Linked DNA regions of Mus musculus: region 2 is linked to region 1. A link is a contact called in public HiChIP or PLAC-seq data. All regions are on one chromosome and are shown on one strand. The core of a region is the stretch at or near the end of the contact, and the rest is flanking DNA. Distances in the headings are between cores, read along the strand shown. Region 1 overlaps Cttn (cortactin). Region 2 holds the start of Ppfia1 (protein tyrosine phosphatase, receptor type, f polypeptide (PTPRF), interacting protein (liprin), alpha 1).

Region 1 (5,939 bases), core at 1,399-3,898:
CTGAAAGACTGCCAACAGGTAGTATTGGCCATTCAGGGGGGTGGGTGCAGTTTGCTAGTGATCATGCTCAAAGAAGAAACAAGAGGAAATAAGTTCTTAGATCTCTCTCCCTCGTTCATCCTTTGTCTCCTATCTAGTGACTGAGGTGAAAGGGGAGGGGAGGTGTTAGGGGGCGGGGATGGCGTGGGGTGGGATAGGGGTATAATAAAGGGTGGAAAAAAAGAACCCATAAAGTATCAAAGAGCAGCTACATCTAGTATTTGAAACCAGACAAGGTACAGATAGATAGCAGGCTGCTGGGTGAGCAAGCCTCCGGAAGTGTTCAGAGACCACAGCCCAGGGGAATCCCCAGCCCGGTGGAACCACAGCCCACTGGGCCTTCGAGCTCACATAGCTTCCCTGAGAGCATCCTCTGCCCTGCCTAGCACAGTCATTCCTGTTCCCTAGTAAGCCCTGAGCATGTAGGAGAAGCCCGTGGTCCTCACAATGCCACCCTGCTCAGCAACCTGACACAGACTAATTGCAAATTGCATTTTCCGTGCAAGCACCTCAGTCTCACTGCTTTAAAAGCATCCTGTTTACTCTTTCTTTCCTCTTTCTGAGACAGGGTCTCACTCTATAGTTGAAGCTGGTCCAAGCCTCAGTACGTAACCCAGGCTGATCTTGAACTTGTGGCAATCCTCCTGCCTCAGTCTCCCAAACGCTGAGATGATGTCATATCCCACCATACCTGGACCCTTGTAAATGTGAGACACAGAAGATATCAATAAAACAAGTGGTGCCTCCAGAGGCCTTTGCAAAAGGTGCTGATGGCTTTCATAATGGACCCAAGAACTGATCCTGTGTCTTCAGTGGCCAATGGTCACCACCTCCTGATGTGCTTTGAAATTTCTATCCTATATACAAATGCACTCTCTAGATGATTCTCACTCCTCACAAACCCAGTAGACACCTGAAAGGACATGTTTCTGAGCCACTGGTCAAAGCTGTGGGTGAGAGAAGTAGGCTCAGGGCATACACGTAGGCTGCTCTCAGAACCTGGTCTCCAGCACCTCTCACCAATACCCCACAGGTAAGGCCTTCCCCTCAGTCATGCCTGGGGCACCACGGGGCACCAACACTGTACCCCACATAGCCACAGTGCTTTCAGACTGCCAGGACTCACCGGCCTCAATGGGGACAGTCTTCTGATAGGCAGATGGCACCTGGACCACTTCTTCAAAGGTGGATGCATTCTATGGAGACAGAGAGGAATCAGGGAGTACTATCCCCGCTCCTTCACAGCCAGGGCAGCTGTAACCTAGAGAATATGGGCCTTCCCCAGCTTTCAAAACACCCCCACAACAGAGAGCTCTTGCCCCATCCTGCACTCCACAGTCACTGGGTCTCGGCTCCCCTTCCACAGACATACTGATGATCCTGCAGGTGCATGCTCCTGAACTTAGACCATGAGTCATTGTGAGGCTCTGTGGGTCACAGGGTCACCTTACCAGGCCCCTCCTTGCTCTTCTGTAGGCTCTCTCAGCTTCCCACACCTCAACCATGCTTACAGGCTCCAGAATTACTCTGGTAGGGACAGAGGAAGTCAGTGGCCGACCTAAGCATGGGCTGACAGGTCTCTTGACACCAACAACAGCCCTAGCCATGTGGCTTCTAAAAAGAACCTCAGGGTTCAGGACATTCACTAGTCCCAACACATACCACACGAAGGGAGACTGAAGGTGGTCCAGGGGCCTCTCCCCAGTGAAAGTAGTGTCCTTCAACTACGTTGATTCCAATGGGCTACTCTCAGTGTGACCTGCCCCACCAGCCCCTGTCCATCTCCCTTCCACAGGGAAGCTGAGACCATGGGAGATGAACCCTGCCTGATCTCCCATAAGCCACTCTCAGCTGAGGGCCCTCAGAGCTGGGCCCACCTTAGCTGCTCTCACCACCCCTTTTCTTCTTCCCAGACACCCCGCCCCTAAACCTGACCCTAGCCTGCTCTTTCAGAACAACCCTCACCTAGCTGTTTAGGAGGCTCCTGTCTGATCTGCAATTGCCTGGAGGAGCCCTGATCCATCTCCACACCCTCTGCTCCCTTCTCTCACTCCTGCCTTCCAGATCACAACACCCCCTTTTTTCTAAAGTGTGCTGGGGTAACACCTAGGGCCTTCCCAACCCTAAGCCAGCCTCACCTCTGAGGCTCGCTCAGCCCCAGTCCAGCTTCTTGATCGCAATTCCACTTTCCTGAGTCTCCCCCCGTCCTCAGCCCTTGATCCATCCTGCCAAGTCAGCCCTCACTCTGGCCCTTTCTCCACAGAACCTGGCTCTGGAGCCCAAGGGTGGCCACTCTTGTCCGTGGACAACTTGCAGCTGCCCAAGGCACCACAGAGGAACACTTTTCCTGTCCAGGAGAGGACAGGCTGGTATCGAGGTTACCACCTTATCCTAGTCACTATCGGGATGAACACTGCTCTCAGAACAGCCTCGTGGCATAGCTGGGCCTTGATCCTGCCCACAGTTCCCTGGGCATCTCCATAGGACAATAGACAGGGAGAGAATGGCCATGCCTGGCTGGCAGGAGGTGGGGAGACGAGACAATGCTAACCACATCATTTCCTGACTACGAGTGCACAAGGTCAGTGGTCGCCATCTTTACCATCACTGTTAACCACAGACACCACAACTTCCTCAATGCCAGCCTCTGACTAACACACTTAGTTCCTTATGTCTTCTGCAACAGGGCTCTCAGCCACCACACACCTGGTCTCCTGCCACCTTACCCAGCCTCCTTGCTCAGTCTATTCCAACTGGCAGAGGTAAAACCCTGAGGGGTGCCCCTCAGCATGCTGCATGGCCCTCCCCTGCCACTGAGGCAGCCTTGCAGCATCCTGGCTGCCTAAGGCCTTATCACTCTCATCTTCTCTACCCAAGTCCCCCAACTCTGCAAGCCTCCACCACTGCCTGGAATCACACCAAGCCCGCCCTCTGCTCTGTCGAGTGCTGGGTTACAGGTGTGTGCAGCTGTGCCCGGACTCAGGCTCCTTCAGTAAAGGCTGAATGTTCCATAGGCTTCCCCCACAGCAGGAAATAGAATCGCCACCCTCACTCTTCCATATCTGCAATGACCTTGTTCCCAAAGCAGGCTCCTGTCCCATCCTCTGCTTTGTCACTGACCATCTGCCCTCAAACCTCAGCCCAGGGACCAGTGAGAGGGTTCACTGGGTAGAGGCACTTGCCTCCAAGCCCAGTGTCCCGAGTTCAAACCCTGGGACCCACATGGTAGAAACCAACTCACACAAGCTGTCCTTTGACTACCAAGTATACTTGGTGGCACATACACATATACATGCATACACACAATGAGTTTGTTTTTGTTTTGGAGACAGGGTTTCTCTGTAAAGGCCTGGCTATCCTGAAACTCTCTGTAGATCAGACTGGCCTTGAACTCAGGGATCTGCCTGCCTCTGCAACCTGAGTACTGGGATTCAAGGTGTGCACACCACCTGACTACATATCATCATTCTTAAACTCAGTTCATCTTGCTTCCTCAGGGCCAGTTAGCACAAGCCACCAGCTTTGCTCTAGGGGTCTCCTGTGAGATACCCTGGTGACCTGGGAGATGCCCAGGATGAAGCCAACCACAGTGAGCTGAGTCTAAAGGAAGAACAACTCAGGGGATGACCCAGGCACGCCATGTGTGACCACAGTCAAGGGCAGGAAGGAACATTGGCATCTGTGCAGTTGAGAGTATGCAGCTCACCTCAGGCAGAGGAAAGCAGCCCCTGCCAGACCACTGGAGAACCCACAGAGCTGTCTAGCAATAGCTTTCCCCACCACTGGCTGACATACTAGAAAAACAACTTTCACCAGCTCACAGCTGACCTTACAGGGTTCTGGAACTGATTAAAAGCAACAACAGGCTGATGAGGGGATCTGGAGAGAAGGAGCAATCTGTTACCACAGGAACACGCTTTCATGACTAAAAGACAAAGCTGGACAGGATGGCACTGGCCACCAATGCCAGACCCCGAAGGCCGAGGCAGAAGCACCTCAAGTCCCAGGCCTGCCTGGGTGGCACAGCAGGACCCTATCTGAAGGAAAAAGTGAAAAAGGGCAGGCTAAGGCCCAGGATGTCCCAGGTGCTGGCCCACTGCAACAAGACTAGTAAGTAGTCCAGTTCCCCCGTCTGTGGTAACAGACAGTGACTAAATGTGGCCACTAAGCAATTCTGAGAACTGGTTTTTGCCTGGCTTTCTGCTAATAATTAAAAGTTCAAGCCAGGCAGTAGTGGCGCACACCTTTAATCCCAGCACTCGGGAGGCAGAAGCAGGCAGATTTCTGAGTTTGAGGCCAGCCTGGTCTACAGAGTGAGTTCCAGGACAGCCAGGGCTATACAGAGAAACCCTGTCTCGAAAAAACAAAACAAAAAAAAAACAAACAAACAAACAAAAAAAAAGTTCAAATAGTCAGGCTGGAGAGATGGCTCAGAGGTTAAAAGCACTTGCTGGCTGCTCTTCCAGAGGTCCTGAGTTCAATTCCCAGCACCACATGGTGGTTCATAACCATCTATAATGGGATCTGGTGCCCTCTTCTGGTGTGCAGGCACACATGCAAGCAGAACACTGTATACGTAATAAATAAAGCGTCAGAAAAAAAAAAAAGGTCAAATAGGTCCCAAGACCCTTGTATCAAGTGCCTCAATTTCACCCAAGATCCCTCCTGCTAACTGCTGTGCTGTGACCAAGTACTCAGCTTGGTTGGCCTCAGCCCCACATGTGAAACAGAATGAACCCACAGTGTGCCACATGAGGTATGCAGGGTTCCCAGGTGGCCACTCCAGAGCCATGGAATGATATACCTAATGTCACTGGACAGACCTCCATGTAGTGAGCCAACGGCCCTCGGAAGACATCCCCACCATGGCTCACCAGTCTTACCTTGTCCATCCGATCCTTCTGCACCCCATACTTCCCGCCGAATCCTTTGGCATAGTCTAAAAGGTGGTAAAGGTGAGACTTACGTGAGGCTGAGGATGGGCGAGCAGTGGCAGGCACATGCGCATGGATCCACAAACAGCCCGGGGACACAGACCAGAGCGGAGGGACGTGAAAGCTGCCCGAGGACAGGCTCTCCTGGCAGAGCCAGCTGTCTAACCACAGTGCCCAGTGCAGGCAGGGAGTAGGAGAGGTGTGGGCATGCTTCCAGGAATGGGGACAGGGAGGGGATGGGCGGCAGGCCAGCGGGAAGGAAGCCAAGGAGGGAGGACACAGGACAGGCCTTTGCAGTGCACACTTCTATAGCACAGTCTTCGCACCAGCCAGGGCCTTATTCTCATCTGCTTCCTGGGCGCCTGCTCTACTGGGCACTAATTAGAGGCCCCATCGTGGTTTGTTCTCTTGCTTTTTAAAAGAAAAAACAAAAAACAAAACAAAACAAAAACTCTGTGTGGAAATGCCACCAGACAAGTATGTCTGTTGCTGCCACACACAAACACATGAAAGTGACAGTCATGCAGCCTTGACATCACAGGAACCAATGGCCACCTCCACACAATCTGCTGGGCCAGCACCAAGTACATTCACTCTGGGCCTGATGGCATCTGGGAGCCCACAGTCCACCCTGATCCAGGGAGTCACAGGCCTCTGCCTGGGTGCTCAGCTTCTAGGAACCAGGTTGGCTCTGGGAACCAGGTCTGACCTCTCAAAGAGAAAAACTGCAATAGCTTCTGAGATCCCCAGGGCATGCCTCCACCTGCCAGTATCAGCCACACACAGTGTGCACTAGGGTAAGGCTCTGGGTGGAGACAGATACTACACACAAGTCCGTGTGGCCAAAAACCAAAACAAACACACACATAAAACCTTGTATACCTGGCCAAAAAGAAACAAAAACAAAAACAAAAAACAAAAAACAGCAACAAAAATCCACACCTCTGTAAACAAAGACACAGGGAG
Region 2 (5,939 bases), core at 1,203-3,702, 110 kb after region 1:
TCCTAAGACTCCAGGAAGAAAAGACAACTCTCTAGTCACCAAACAAAACCCCTCAGCACACAACACTAACACCAAATTACTGTTTCTAAAAAGGACATTCAAACATTTAGTCCCATCTCATAGAACTGACTTTACAGCTGAGAGATGCATCAAGGCACTCATTACTGACTTGCTAACTGATATCTGCAGACACACCACAAGAGCGTAAGTGCAGATTCCTTGAGCACCAAGGAGACGCCCATCATGAACCAGTAAAGTGGGCTGTCAGCAGGAATCTAAGCAACCCCTGCTCCACATGCCTGCCTCTCACCTTGGGCTTTGCTGGCTATACTGCCTTCTCCTTCCTATACCACTTAACTCCAAAAGAGGAGGCTCTAGCATACCAATCTAAATGTGATACTAAGGACACAGTAGGTATTTCAAGCTCTGAAAGTCTCATCTGCCTGGGAAGAGGAGCCTCAGGATTCAATTTTCAATCCTTTCTCCCCTGAAACAAAGTTTAGTTACAGCTCACAGATGTTCTGGAGAAAGCCTGTATAAATTTTTCCCATGAAATGAGTTCTATTTATCCACAAGATTTCCCTAGGAAATTGGAAGTCCACAAGACATAAACCAGGGATAAGATAAAAAAACCCTGAGATCCACTCCTCACAGATCCACAGCAGACAAGGACAAGTTTAAGACAGAATGGGACACTCAACACAGCTCAACTGCTTCATAGCCCCCTGTCAAAAACATTTAAGTGCTTTCCTAAATCTAGGCAGTTTCCCAAAGAGGTATGACAGTGGAGTGGTGTGGTCACATGGCTTTGGTGGATCCCCATTTTTTCCCCTAAATTGAATTCCTGAGAATTTTACCAGTGCTCAGAAAACATCAGAACCATCACTTCCCAAGTGGTTACACAAAGCAGCCAGCAAGCTAATACACTAACAAGACAGTCCTGCAGACATTTAAAGGCAGAAACCTTCCTTGATTTCAGTTTGATGGGCATACCTGTGGAAGTGCAGTATTGAGCTGCCTCTGCAAAGAATCTCTTTCATGACCAACTTCATGCAACTTCCCCTGGGTTAATGCCAGTGTTTCTTGTGTCTCTCTTAGTGTGTCCAGAAGGCGGTCCCGTTCTTCCAACATGGAAACCATGAGCTGCTCAAAATGCGAATCAGCATCTGGCTGTGAAGGGGAGCCTGACCCATGGCTCCCACCTCCTCCTGGAGGGCCTTCTGCTTCACTAATGGTCGGCATCACCTCGCACATCATCTTGAAAAAGGAACGGTACAGACCACAATCAGTAGGTGCAGAACAAGAGTTTCCACAAACCTGCAGCTTTCTGAGCACCACCTGTGGCTAATGAGAAAAAGGCTGACAGCCCCAGAGCTATCCGTGACGATCATCCACTCTGGATGCACACACTCTGGGAAGTAGCATGCACAGGTCAATATAATGAGCAGATTGGGGGAGACAGTCCTGGGAGCAAGAGGAGCTGGGATGCTCACCTCCAACCAGTGGGGGTCTGTTTAAAATCCACATTTAACAGCTGAAGACAGTTTCCTCAGGAAGAGAGATTCCAAACAGTCCCTCAACCACAGAAGAAGACTGGAAACTGACAAAACACCAGCACTATGGACCCAAGCATCCTCCAGGAATGTGTGCAGTCAGCTCCTGGGAAGGACTAGCAGGCACCCTGACTTGTGGGGCTGGATATTTGGTGATCAGCGGAAAAAGCAACTGGATTGGCTTTTTAAAGTCTGGACAGAAGTGTTTAGCAAAGGCCTGCTGCTGTGTAACGGTTGGTCAGCCAACCCAACTTACATAAGTTCACAGTCAAAGACAGGGGAAAAGAACAGAAAGAGAAAATATACCCACACTGGGAATCTAGGAAGTCGGGACAACAGGGCTAGGTTAAAAAAAAAAAAAAAAGGAGGAGGAGGAGGAAAAGGTGAGATGGAACTAGAGATTGCATGCTGTCAGGGCACAGGGTGGAGGATGAAGCAGAAGGCGCTGCAGGTGCATCTGAGCAGCACCCGCTGCCCCGGCCTGGCTCAGCTGACCCCACAGCCTCACTGCCCCCAACCTCACTTACTCTGGCCAGTCTAAGCGAACTCGGACCTAACTGCTATCAACCCGTTTTGCCAGGCTAGCCGCAACTCTGCTGGCTCTGCTGACCCCCGCACACTGACCCTGCCGACCCGGCCCCACCGACCCTGGCCCGCCACCCAGCGCGGCCCGCTCCACCCGCCCTCACCTTGGCCGGCGGGCGCGGCTCCGGGGCTATGAAGCGGCCTTCGGGCGGCGGCCGGCTGCGGGCCGACCCACGCAGCCCCGCGGCTGCGTCCTCGCCCGGCCCCCGGGCCCGCCGCCCCGCTCGTCACGAAGGCCGGCCCGCCGCCGCGGGACACTAGCGAGCGCAGAGAACCGGGCCCGGCGCGTCGCCGGCGTCAACGTGCCCGACGTCCGGCGCGTCGGCGCGAGCGTCAGCACCGCCCCCCGCGGGAGAGGTTGGCCGCGGGGCCGTGCGCATGCGCTAGATCCGCGGTAGTGGGCGGGCGGTCTATCGGGAGATCCAATTGGCTAGTCCTCGCTTTAGCCCCGCCCCCGGCAGGCCAACCCCCTGCGGAGACAGGGCGACCGTGGAAACACCGGTAAAGATCTCTGGCAGGTGTGCGCAGCTCGCAGTCCTGCTTCCGTGCTCTCACGCCAGTGTGTGTGTGTTGACGTCACCCAAACGCCGACGTCACCTGAGCACTCGCCCCCCCCCTCAAAACCCAAGACCTCTGGGGAGTCCCGCCGGACCACCTGCAAAACCGGAAAGTGCTGACAGGTCGGGCAAGGTACCTTCTACCTCTATGCCTACCCTTCAGAAGTCTGAGGCAGGAGAATTACAGCAAGGTGGAGACTCTGCCTGTAAAATACAAACAAAGGCTACTGCCATCAACCCTGACGACTGAGTTCGAACCCTAGGACCCAGAAGACCTGCAGTAGATCCTCGGAACCTACATAGTCCTGAATGTTGTCCTCTGACCTGCACACATGTATCGTGTGGGTGCATACATGTGCTCACATTCACACGCGCACACACAACAACAACAAAATGTAAGGGCTCAGTCACTCTTGCAAGTATTAGAACCTAAGTTCCATTTCCCAGACTCCACGTAAAAATAAAAAGCTAGCTGGCCTTGGTGCTACACGCCTTTATTCCCAGCACCCAGGCAGATCTCTGGGTTCAAGCTAGCCTTGTCTACATAGTGAGTTTCAGGACAGCCAGGAGTACATACTGAGACCTTGTTTTAAAACTTTTTTTTTTAATTAACGCCAATAAAATAGTCCAGAAACCAAAGCAAAATGATCATCAACCATAACTGAAAAGCCAATAAAACTTTCCAAAGGCCAAGGCAAGAATACTGTCGACTAGTATAGGCTACATAGAGAGCCAGGACAGTCAGGGTTACATGGGCAGATTCCTGTTTCAAGAAGTCAGTAATTAATTACAAAGTCAAGTTACAAGTATAACCAAGCACAATAGTGCCCACCTGAAATCCTAGCACTCAGAAAGCAGAGGCAGGCAGGCAGATCTCTGAGTTTTGCCCGATCTATATAATGAGACCTTTTTCCACAAAACAAGTCAGAATGTAAATAGAAGCAGCAAAGTCTTTAAGGACTATCAGCCACTGCACACAAGTTCTCAGTTGCCTTGATCTCAGGTTTGGATTTGAGGAAATGCTCAAGCCAGACGTGGTGGCGCACGCCTTTAATCTCAGCACTGGGGAGGCAGAGGCAGGCGGATTTCTGTGTTCGAGGCCAGCCTGGTCTTCAAAGTGAGTTCCAGGACAGCCAAGGCTATATAGAGAAACCCTGTCTCAAAAAACAAAAACAAAAACAAAAACAAAATGCTCATGTCTCCCCAGAGGTTCCTGCCAATACAGCCATCTCCTAAGAAACTGATCCAGGACCAAACACAGCTCAACAGGGCATACTGTACTGGGTCCTCTTCCACAGTCAGCACATGTATGAAGCTGGCATGGCAGAAAGCTAAAGAAAACAATGCTTCTCCAGCAAGTTTCACCACAAGCTAAGAAGCTGAGCTGCCCTTAGCAAGCAGTGCATGCTTTGCAAGATGTGTGAATGGGGAGGTGTAACCACCCTTAGCAACAGTGCATGCTTTGCAAGATGTGTGAATGGGGAGGTGTATCCGCAGAGAGATGTCATCCTGCTGGTCCCTAATGCTCAGAGCTCTTCCCCAGCTTTCTGCCTGTGGAAATCCCAGCTCCCGCTGATTGGCACCTATTCTTGCAGACCATAAATCAGCAGAGATGGATGTGAAGAACAGAAGCTACAGGACCATTGTCCCTCTGGATCGCAGAGACATGGCTAACACTCACAGTGGTTTAGTTTTTTTAATCCCATTTGTCCATGTCTCTGTGTCTGTGTATGTCTACACATGTGTATACTACAACATACATGTAAAGGCAGGAGGACAACATGCAGGAAACATTTCCATCTTTCTATCATGTGGGTCCCAAGGATTAAACTTTGGTCATTAGCCTTGGTAACAAGTGCCTTTACCTGCTGAGCCTTCTCACTGGTCCGAATTTTATTTATTTTAGAGGCGAGGGCCCTTTGAGACAGGCTAATGTGCAACTTTCCACACACTTGTCTCGACCTCCCACGTGCTGGGATGACAGATGTGTGCTATCATGCATGGCGTTGTCAGCCCCCTCTTTTTTTTTTTTTTTTTTGGAGACAGGGTTTCTCTGTGTAATTTCATGTGCTTGAGTGTCTGTCTGTCTGTCCGTAAATATATATGCACTGGAGTTACGTATAGTTGCAAGCCGCCATGCAGGTGTGGGTAATGGAAATGGACAAAGTCCTCTGCTAGAGCTCCAAGCGCTCTTAACCACTAAACCATCTCTCCAGTCCCATCCAAGCACCACACCTTTTTTGAGAAGAGGTATCAAGTGTCCTAAACTAGCTACAAAGTAGCAGAGGCTAGCTTTGAACTCCTCCTGATAAATGTCACAAGCATGTGAAGATAACCACTCACCACCACACCTGTTGCATGGCTTCTCAGTCCCAGGCTGAGGAGTTAGGTTCTAGGAGCTCCTGAAACAAAAAGGCAGTGGACCTGAGCGTCTTCAGTCCTCAGGCAGTTCCTCCTGCCTGGGCTAGACTTTATTGAAACCTTGCTCACGGGCAAGTCTGTTCTTCCTTGCTGGGAATGTGGTCTGTTTGGGTTGATCTGGAAACACAGATATCTCTAGATGGAGTGATAACAAAAACAATTTGGGGCTAAAGAGGCCACTCAGTAAAGGGCTTGCTGGGCAAGGCTGAGGACATGAGCTTCTTCCAAAAACAAAACAGAATGAAGACAAAATAAAAATCAAAACAAACAAACAAACCTGGGTTTGGCCGAGCAACTATGTAATCCCAGCCTGAGGCAGTAAAGACACTGGGATCCCTGGGGCAAACCAGAGAACAAGGTGCCAGGCCTTCCTCAGGATGACACCTACACAAGTGTCTACACACATAAAAGTCACATTTGCAAAGCCTCATCCCAAGAGCCCTGCACCCTTGAAATCCCATTATCCCCAACTTCATACTATGTTCTCCTGGCCACTCCTCTATCCCCCAGTGAGTGAGGATTGATGTCAGTCAGCTAGAGCCTTGCTCTCCTTTGCCCCGTAGCCTAGGAGTTGGTCTGGGCATCTGCTTCTCATCAGTGAGATGTAAGGTAAACTACACAGAGTATTCTGGAGTATGTCTTTCCTGATAAAGGGTAGTAGTGCAAAAGTCCCTTCCCTCCTCCTTTGGGACAGGCTCTGGAAGGCTATTCTGTGGCAGCCATTTTGAGAGCACAAAAGAAAAATACTGTTGCTTTGCCTTCATCCCTCACTGCCCTAATTGTACTTGTCCTTGAGGTGCTACAAGAGCCCCCAGTGTCCTGT

What was found. HiChIP or PLAC-seq counts read pairs in DNA pulled down with a chosen protein or histone mark.
Region 2: an HNF4G HiChIP or PLAC-seq map of pancreatic cancer cells shows a contact between it and region 1. The contact joins the promoter of Ppfia1 here to the enhancer-like site in region 1. A contact is called at or near these places in 7 of 39 promoter capture datasets (HPC-7-derived erythroid cells, cranial neural crest, embryonic stem cells and 4 more), 3 of 484 Hi-C or Micro-C datasets (the G1E-ER4 cell line, growing oocytes and pre-megakaryocyte-erythroid progenitors), 3 of 115 datasets of contacts at active chromatin or transcription factors (CD8 T cells, the SCID.adh cell line and pancreatic cancer cells) and 3 of 9 other capture datasets (adipose tissue, liver and pancreatic islet).

Annotation. Positions count from the first base shown.
Region 1 is chr7:144,444,638-144,450,576 of GRCm38.p6, forward strand. It overlaps Cttn (cortactin), which reads right to left. Exons shown (of 18, transcript NM_007803.5): 12 at 4,923-4,978; 13 at 1,166-1,235. Among named protein-coding and RNA genes, the nearest start is that of Gm34561, 16 kb to the left of the region's middle. Within about 2 kb of position 2,649, at least 76 of the 459 cell types and tissues checked have an H3K27ac peak or open chromatin away from gene starts, as enhancers often do. A contact at or near this core is called in CD8 T cells, pancreatic cancer cells and pre-megakaryocyte-erythroid progenitors, where this site is marked.
Region 2 is chr7:144,551,277-144,557,215 of GRCm38.p6, forward strand. Ppfia1 (protein tyrosine phosphatase, receptor type, f polypeptide (PTPRF), interacting protein (liprin), alpha 1) reads right to left here and starts at 2,453. Exons shown (of 32, transcript NM_001195086.1): 1 at 2,243-2,453; 2 at 994-1,257. The coding sequence starts at 1,257. It also overlaps the pseudogene Gm35626.